Linked DNA regions of Sus scrofa: region 1 is linked to region 2. The links are chromatin contacts, called in public HiChIP or PLAC-seq maps. All regions are on one chromosome and are shown on one strand. Each heading gives the region's core, a stretch centred on a gene start, on an enhancer-like site or on the middle of the called end of the contact. The rest is flanking DNA. Distances are from core to core; before and after follow the strand shown.

What was found. HiChIP or PLAC-seq counts read pairs in DNA pulled down with a chosen protein or histone mark.
Region 1: a contact with region 2 is called in an H3K27ac HiChIP or PLAC-seq map of alveolar macrophages. The contact joins the enhancer-like site here to the promoter of SNX30 in region 2. A contact is called at or near these places in 9 of 47 Hi-C or Micro-C datasets (alveolar macrophages, embryonic fibroblasts, epiblast stem cells and 3 more) and 2 of 2 datasets of contacts at active chromatin or transcription factors (alveolar macrophages and skeletal muscle).

The regions. Positions count from the first base shown.
Region 1 is chr1:253,473,202-253,476,781 of Sscrofa11.1, forward strand. The region is part of intron 1 of SNX30 (sorting nexin-30); the gene reads left to right. Among named protein-coding and RNA genes, the nearest start is that of SNX30, 47 kb to the left of the region's middle. Within about 2 kb of position 2,245, at least 13 of the 83 cell types and tissues checked have an H3K27ac peak or open chromatin away from gene starts, as enhancers often do. A contact at or near this core is called in alveolar macrophages, embryonic fibroblasts and omental adipose tissue, where this site is marked.
Region 2 is chr1:253,426,620-253,430,211 of Sscrofa11.1, forward strand. SNX30 (sorting nexin-30) reads left to right here and starts at 1,842. Exons shown (of 9, transcript XM_003122081.6): 1 at 1,842-2,313. The coding sequence starts at 2,158.

The sequences.
Region 1 (3,580 bases), core at 995-3,494, 47 kb after region 2:
TTGTTTTTGTGGTATGGAGCTGCAGAAGTTGTTTATAAATTTTGGAGATTGATCCCTTGTCAGTCTACTCACTTGCAAAAGATTTTCTCCCATCATTGCTGATGTTTTGTGATATATACTCTTTAACATATATAGAAACCTTCCTTCTATTTAATTTTCCTTAGAGTTTTATAGAATGGCTGGTATTTACTGATGAATGATACCAATAAGCATTTTGGTGGTTGTGGACATGATTTTATTTGACAGTGATTTATATGGTCAGTGAATGGAATACCTGGGATTAATAAATTTTAATGTTAAATCATTCTTGATTTCCTGGAGTATGTTTGACTCAGTCCTGATTCTTTCTGAGAAAAGAACTAAGAGGTGGTTCCTATTGTATTATTTTTCTTTTTTAAAAAAATTTTGGGGGGAGTTCCCATTGTGGCTCAGTGGGTTAAGAAGCCAGCAGCTGTAGCTTGGATTCAGCCCCTAGCTTGGGAACTTTCATATGCCATCAGTGTGGTTATAAAAAGAAAAAAAAATTCTTCTAATATATTATTTGCTGTTGCTTTATTGATGAAGTTTACACTTATATCTGATTTCCTTTTTTGTCTTACTCTTTTGATATCAGCTATAGGTAATCCTAATAAAATGATTGGAAAGTTTTCTCATTCAAAAATGTATCTTAGAGTATTTGAGTAAAACAGGACTTGCTCCTCGAGGTTCATTAGAGCTCAGCTCTAAAACCTTAGGGGCTTTAGCTCACCTTTCAGTAAAAGTTCTCTGACAGTAGTTCTGAGGTTGTTTATTTGTTGAGTTTCTCTGCCTCAGTTTAATTTCACCTTGGCCGTACATTTTCCTGCAAAGCCATCTAACCCATGGAGATGTCCAGGTTTATTAGCATAGCTATTCGTAGCACATCCTTATAATTTACAGTCATTCATAGGTGTAAGATATAAATAGTTACTTATTGCTCATTTCTCCCCCTCCCTCTTTCTGTATTGATTAGGCCTCCTAAGTTTTGGTTTATCTAATTCAGCTTTTAGAAGAATTAAATGTTGGGTTTGTTGGGTTTGTTTATAGCTTTTGCTCTTTTCTGCTTTTAATTTCTTTTCTTTTCTTTTCTTTTTTTTTTTTTTTTTTTTTTTTTTTTGTCTTTTTGCCTTTTCTAGGGCCACTCCCGTGGCATATGGAGGTTCCCAGGCTAGGGGTCCAATCGGAGCTGTAGCTGCCGGGCTACACCTCAACCACAGCAACTCGGGATCCGAACCGAGTCTGCAACCTACACCACAGCTCACGGCAACGCCGGATCCTTAATCCACTGAGTAAGGCCAGAGATCGAACCTGCAACCTCATGGTTCCTAGTCGTATTCGTTAACCACTGTGCCACTATGGGAACTCCTGCTTTTAATTTCTGCTTTAATTTTTTATTCCATCTTCCACTTTTTTTGACTTTTTGTTTTGTTTTGTTTTTTAGGGCCACACCCATGGCATATGGAGGTTCCCAGCCCTAGGGGTCTAATTGGAGCTGCAGCTGCCAGCCTACACCACAGCTACAGCCACACCAGATCCGAGCTGCATCTGCGACCTACACCACAGCTCATGGCAACGCTGGATCCTCAACCCACTGAGCAAGGCCAGGAATTGGACCTGCAATCTCATGGTTCCTAGTCAGATTCGTTTCTGCTGTGCCATGTCGGGAATTCCTGATCTTTTTTTTTTTGATGGGAGCATAAAATAGACGTGGACTAAAGTGTTCTGTTTCATGGGATAAACCTTTTTCAAATGTGTGTATTTCTCTGCTCTTGAGGACTGTGCTTCTTTCCTCATGTTTTGCTTTTCTTGGGTCCGATGAGGTCATAGAGGCCTGTTACTTGCCTCTCACCAGAACAAGTGAATTACTCGATTCCCTTCTTTCTACTTGATGTGTTGGAATTGTCTTCTTGGATCTTAGGTGGAGCCCAGTCGTCACTTGACAGGTCAGATGCATGATCTCTCTGTGGGAAAATGAATCAGAAGAAAGCCAGCCAGGGTCCTGGACAGTTGGTCAGGAAGACTCAGCCTGGTCCCTCTCTGTGTCTGGATCCAGTATAGCCTGCCTGCCTTCTTGTCTTAGGTGCTCTCCTCATCTTGGTAGAGCCCATCCAAGGACACCAAGACTTGCGTCCTTGGTGGACCCACCCAGTTCAGGCAGCTGACTTTGTGGAAGTGCAGTCAGTGCCTTCGTGTTCCTCTGACCTTTCTCTTGCATGTGAGACGAAACAGTGGGGGCAGGACACCCTCTGCTGGTGCTCCTCTTAAGAGTATCCGCCTGGGCTCGAGCCCTTGCTCACAGCAGCCAAATGCTCTGCAGGTCCTCATTCCCCACTGCGGGCCCTTCCACACCCTCATCCCCCCAGACAATTACACATTCAACGTAGAGTGTGTGTGAGGGTTCAGGATATTTTCTACTTCGTAAATAACCCTCATAATCTAACTAACCTCAGTGACGTGTGTTGAAAGCTACCTCTTTGTTCCTTTCTCAGCTGCATCCCGATGATCTCTTGTAGAAAATCTTCAGAAGTTTTAACATTTGGATGGTAGGTACCCTTTCCTAGTTTCCAGTCTGGTACCATTCCAGTCACTGTTTTTCTCTCGCCACCCCGCTCCCACCACTGCTCTTTCTCTCCTGTTCTCTAGGTGGTTAAGTTTGTATCTGGAAGGTGGAAAGAGGGAGAAAGCAAAGGCTTCTGACTAATACACTGAGTTTATCTGGAAGTCTAGATTTGTAATTTTTCAATGAGTGTGTAACATTCTTATTAACGTAAACATGATCGTTTCCTGATTAGTCAGGCTTTGGGACTTTTCCAGGCTTCACTCTGCGTTCTTTGCTTTGTTAGAAATGTCTTTAAACGGAGCAATTTTGAGATTTTTTTTTTCCCTTTGAATTTATTGTTCAAAGTTGGCCTGACTTTAACAAAGTCAGCAGTCAAGAGTGTTCTGTGTAGGGCACAGTCATTCTTCAGGCATCTCCTCTGTGCCTGGCAGGAGGATGGTGAATTAACCCAAGTCAGGTACAGCCTGAGCGTCCCGAGAGCCTCCTTCCCCTTTAAGGATGCCGTGAGCGCCATTGGCTAGTGCTGCTGAAACTAGACCGTCGTGTTGTCCGCATTCCCCTCATCGTATCAAAAAGGGAAATTATAGATAGTATTTTAGCACGACTTGTTTTTATGAAATCTGTATTGGCTCCTAATGTAGGTCACTCTTTTCACACACCCTTAATGTAATATAGAATTTTGCTGGGGATGTATGTTAATTTAATAATCCTGCGGCTGGCTGGCCACAATGGTGGACCTTGTCATTGAAATTCTTTGAACTGGGGGAGTTCCACAGTGGCCTAGTTATGTTTTTCTCTTTCTAGGTAAAAAGGGGTGGCGGGGAGAAGAAGTTCTCTTATAACAAAACCTATATAGTAGGAGCTGGTATTTTGGAGCAATGAGGAGTTTTCATTTATCAGCCACGTAGATGTAACTCACCCAAGGGCTCCTGTAGATGTATCTGTTGCTACAGCAACATCATCAAGGGAGGTGTGGTTTAGGCACCCACTGTGAGTGTAGGT
Region 2 (3,592 bases), core at 592-3,091:
GGTTAGGTAACCTGCTCAAGGTCACCCGTTTGTAGCAATTCAAAGGTGGCTCTCTTTTCACTCTTCACTGGCATCCCGAGGAGAAAGCTGTATGGAGTCTTAGTAAAATAAACTCTCAATTATGTGAAGGCAAGCTGGCTGTGAAATAACACCATTCAGTAAAAAATACCTCTGGCTCAGCAGTAACAAACTCAACTAGTATCCATGAGGATGCGAGTTCAATCCCTGGCCCCTCTCAGTGGGTTAAGGATCCTGCGTTGCTGTGAGCTGTGGTGTAATTTCCACACCTGTGGTGTAGGCTGCAGATGCAGCTCAAATCCTGTGTTGTTGTGGTTGTGGCACAGACCAGTGGCTGCAGCTTTGATTCAACCCCTAGCCTGAGAACCTCCATATACTGCGGGAGTGGCCTAAAAAAACAACAAACAAAACCAAAACCCTCCGTCCGTTATACATCTACAGAGCACTCATTTCTAGCTATATTCACACTATTTGTTTTCATCAGAAGATCAGATAACAGGATTTGTCACAATTGTAAGCAGCTCTTGAATATAAAAGTGTGAATTTTACTCAACTCCAAGAGGACCAGACATGGGCATTCCTGTGAGGTAGATGCCGCATTTAAATCTGTTTCCAGTGCCCCCTGGTCCTGTTCTCCACAACCAAGACAGACCCACATAGGGGAGAGAAAAGATGAGAACTCAAGCCTTGAGGCCAGATGACTTGCACTAGAGAAAACAAGGTAAGGTCTCTGAAGCTCCGTGAATCCCTGGGTGTTATTGTGTGTTAGCATAAACCCTCTGCATTCTCTTCCTGCTGAAGTATATAGAATGATGAGGTATTCTAGAAAAAAACAGCGCGGTGGAGACCACAGTCAATCCCAGCTTCAAGATTAGCCGGGTGAAAGTGGACGAACCCAGTGTTTGGCGACAGGGGCAAAGAAAAACGTGCTCCCTTCACAACGGGCCCCTCTACCCATTACTTTGTGAGTATCGACCTGTTCTTACAGCAGGTTGAGGACCTCTACAGACTTGGCCCTGAGCGCAGAAGCTGTGAAGCCAGGTAAGGTGGAAAAAGGAGGTAAACTTCAAAGAGCCAAGAGGCTTTGGCAATCTCCATTCTGCTGGCACATAAAAACCTCAGAATCCAGCCCAGCCAAAGGCCTGGAAAGGAAGCACAAAAGAATGAAAACTAACGGGAGCCTCGGTCAAGGTGTGAGTGTAAGGGTCATTGATCCTGGGTAGCACTCCCTGCCTTTATTTCTTGATGCTCACTCTTCTGAGGTTTAACCTTACATAAACCCGGGTGACCCGCAGATGCAAAACCACGGGGATCTTGCATCGGAAGAAACCCCACACGCCTCCTCGAATTCTCTTCCAGGTTCCTTGCCCGATGTTCTCGATCCCCTGGGAGCCTCATAATCTTTTTACGCCATTCTTATAATATGCGTCGTAATATCTTCCATTTTGGATTATTTTAGAGGCCAGAAGATCCCCACTCCCGTGCGTGTCCTAAAGCCCCCAGCTCCAAGCGCGGCTGCCTCTGGGTGCACCAGTGATCGCGGTGGAACGGAACAAGATCCTCCAACGTCTTTCTCCACCCCTGATTTCCGTTAAATATCCGCTCCGGGGGTCTGCGCGCAGCCTGCAAGGGCCGGCCTCCCGGAGGCGAGCCTGGACTCTCGGAGGACAGCGGCGGAGGGCTCCCGGCGCACTTCCTGCGGGACGGCGGCCGGGGGCGGAGCTGCCCGCCTCCCCCCTCCCCCGTGCCCCTCCCTCCGCCCTCCTCTCCCCGCCCCCGCCCCCTCCCAGAGCGGCCGGGCGCCGCGGGGGCGGGGCCGCGAGCGGGCTGGGCGGCGTGGCGGTGCGGGCTGGGCTGGCGCCGGGGCCAAGGTGCGAGCGGACCCGCCACGGGCTCGGGAGCAGAGTCGGGGCGCGCGGCGCGGAGCTGGGTAGCACAGTTCAGCCGACCCAGCGCGGGCAGACAGGAGCCCGCGGGTGGCGGCGGCGGCGGCGGCGGCGGCGGCTTCCAGACCGGTTGGTGCTGGGCCTCCGACCGAGCCGCGGCCGAGCGGGGCCTTGGCCCGGGCGCTGGGGGAGCCCGCGGCGGCGGGCAGCAGGAGGAAGCGGCGGCGGCGGCGAGTCCCGAGCGGTGCGCGCCATGTCGGGCAGGCCCCCCAAGGCCCTGCCGTCCACGGGGCCCCACTCCCTGCGCGACATGCCGCACCCGCTGGCCGGCTCCAGCAGCGAGGAGGCCGTGGGCGGCGACAGCACGCCCAGTCCGGACCTGCTGATGGCCCGCAGCTTCGGCGACAAGGTAGGGCACGTGGGACTGGGAATCGTTTCGCTCCCTAGGGAGACGAGATACCTGGAGCACCACTGGGCACGGGCCGCGCCCACCCTGGCGCTCCTTTCCGGGGGCAGGCGTGCCCTCGCCCCAGAGCCTTGGGAAAATTATCTCTCTGCCGCCCCCGCGGGGTCGCAGCCGCAGGGGGAGCGGACAGAAGGGACGGAATTGCCCGGCTGTGACTGGTCGGGAGCGCCAGTGACAGCTGGTGGGGAGGGGTCCCGCCTGGCGGTTGTGGCCGGAGGCGTGGGTGCAGTACTAGGTCCTAGGTCCTGGGATGGGGTCTCGGATCCTCCGGACACATCCCTGAAAGCTGAGCTACCGTGTCACTTGTAGCTCCTCCAGTTTGCTGGGATTGCCAAGAAGCAAGAGTTAATGGTTTTCCGTGGTCTCACTGCCAGAGGCGTCTTACCCTCGTTCTGTCTTGTGGGGAGTGAGATCTTTGTTTAGGTTTGCTGTGTGCCCTGAGGAGTCACCTGACTCAGACCCCAGCTGGCTGCGGGAGGAGCGAGGAGCGTATCCCTGTGGTTTCCTATTTGGAGCTCCATCCACCTCTGCCGATCTCCCACACTGTTTAGGGTTTGGCAGAGGCTGGTTTTGTGTTTGATGGAAAGAAAGGTCGCCCTTTGACCTTCTTTGTGTAGAGAGAGGCTCTTGGTTTTCCTTAGAGCAGCATGACCCTCCCGCTGCCTTGAGAGACAGCAGAGTCCGGTGAGGGGTAAGGGGCGGCGTCCCCCCTCCCCCCGCAGAGTTGCTAGTTCAGCTGTGACCAGGACTTGAGCTGTGATTGTATCAGCGCCACTGTTGCCACTTAGTCACTAATTGCAGGAATTAGAATTGTTCTCAACCCCTGTGATCACGCTTGTCCCGTCCTAGTAAAATAGTTAAGTGGATTCCTCCTTGTCCCAAAATTAAATGGAATCAGGGAACCTAACTTTCTTTCCCTCTTAGATGGAAGGACATGTGGTACAGTAAAAATGAGTATGAGTGCATTGAGCAGTCAGAATAGCTGGAGATGTACCTTCCCCAGAGGGTTTGTGAAAGCAAAGAGTGCCGGGGCTGGGGATGGGGTAGGGGTCGGCAAAGCATTAGGAAAGAGACATCTTAAGCTAATGAAAGCAATGGATTGAACAGCTTGAGTTGTGTTTGGAAGGGCGCTCTTTGTATTTCTCTTTATTTTATAGAAGATTAGAGACCGTATGAAGGCTTATATCACTTGGAAATACCTTGCCCATGTTTGACATTCAAT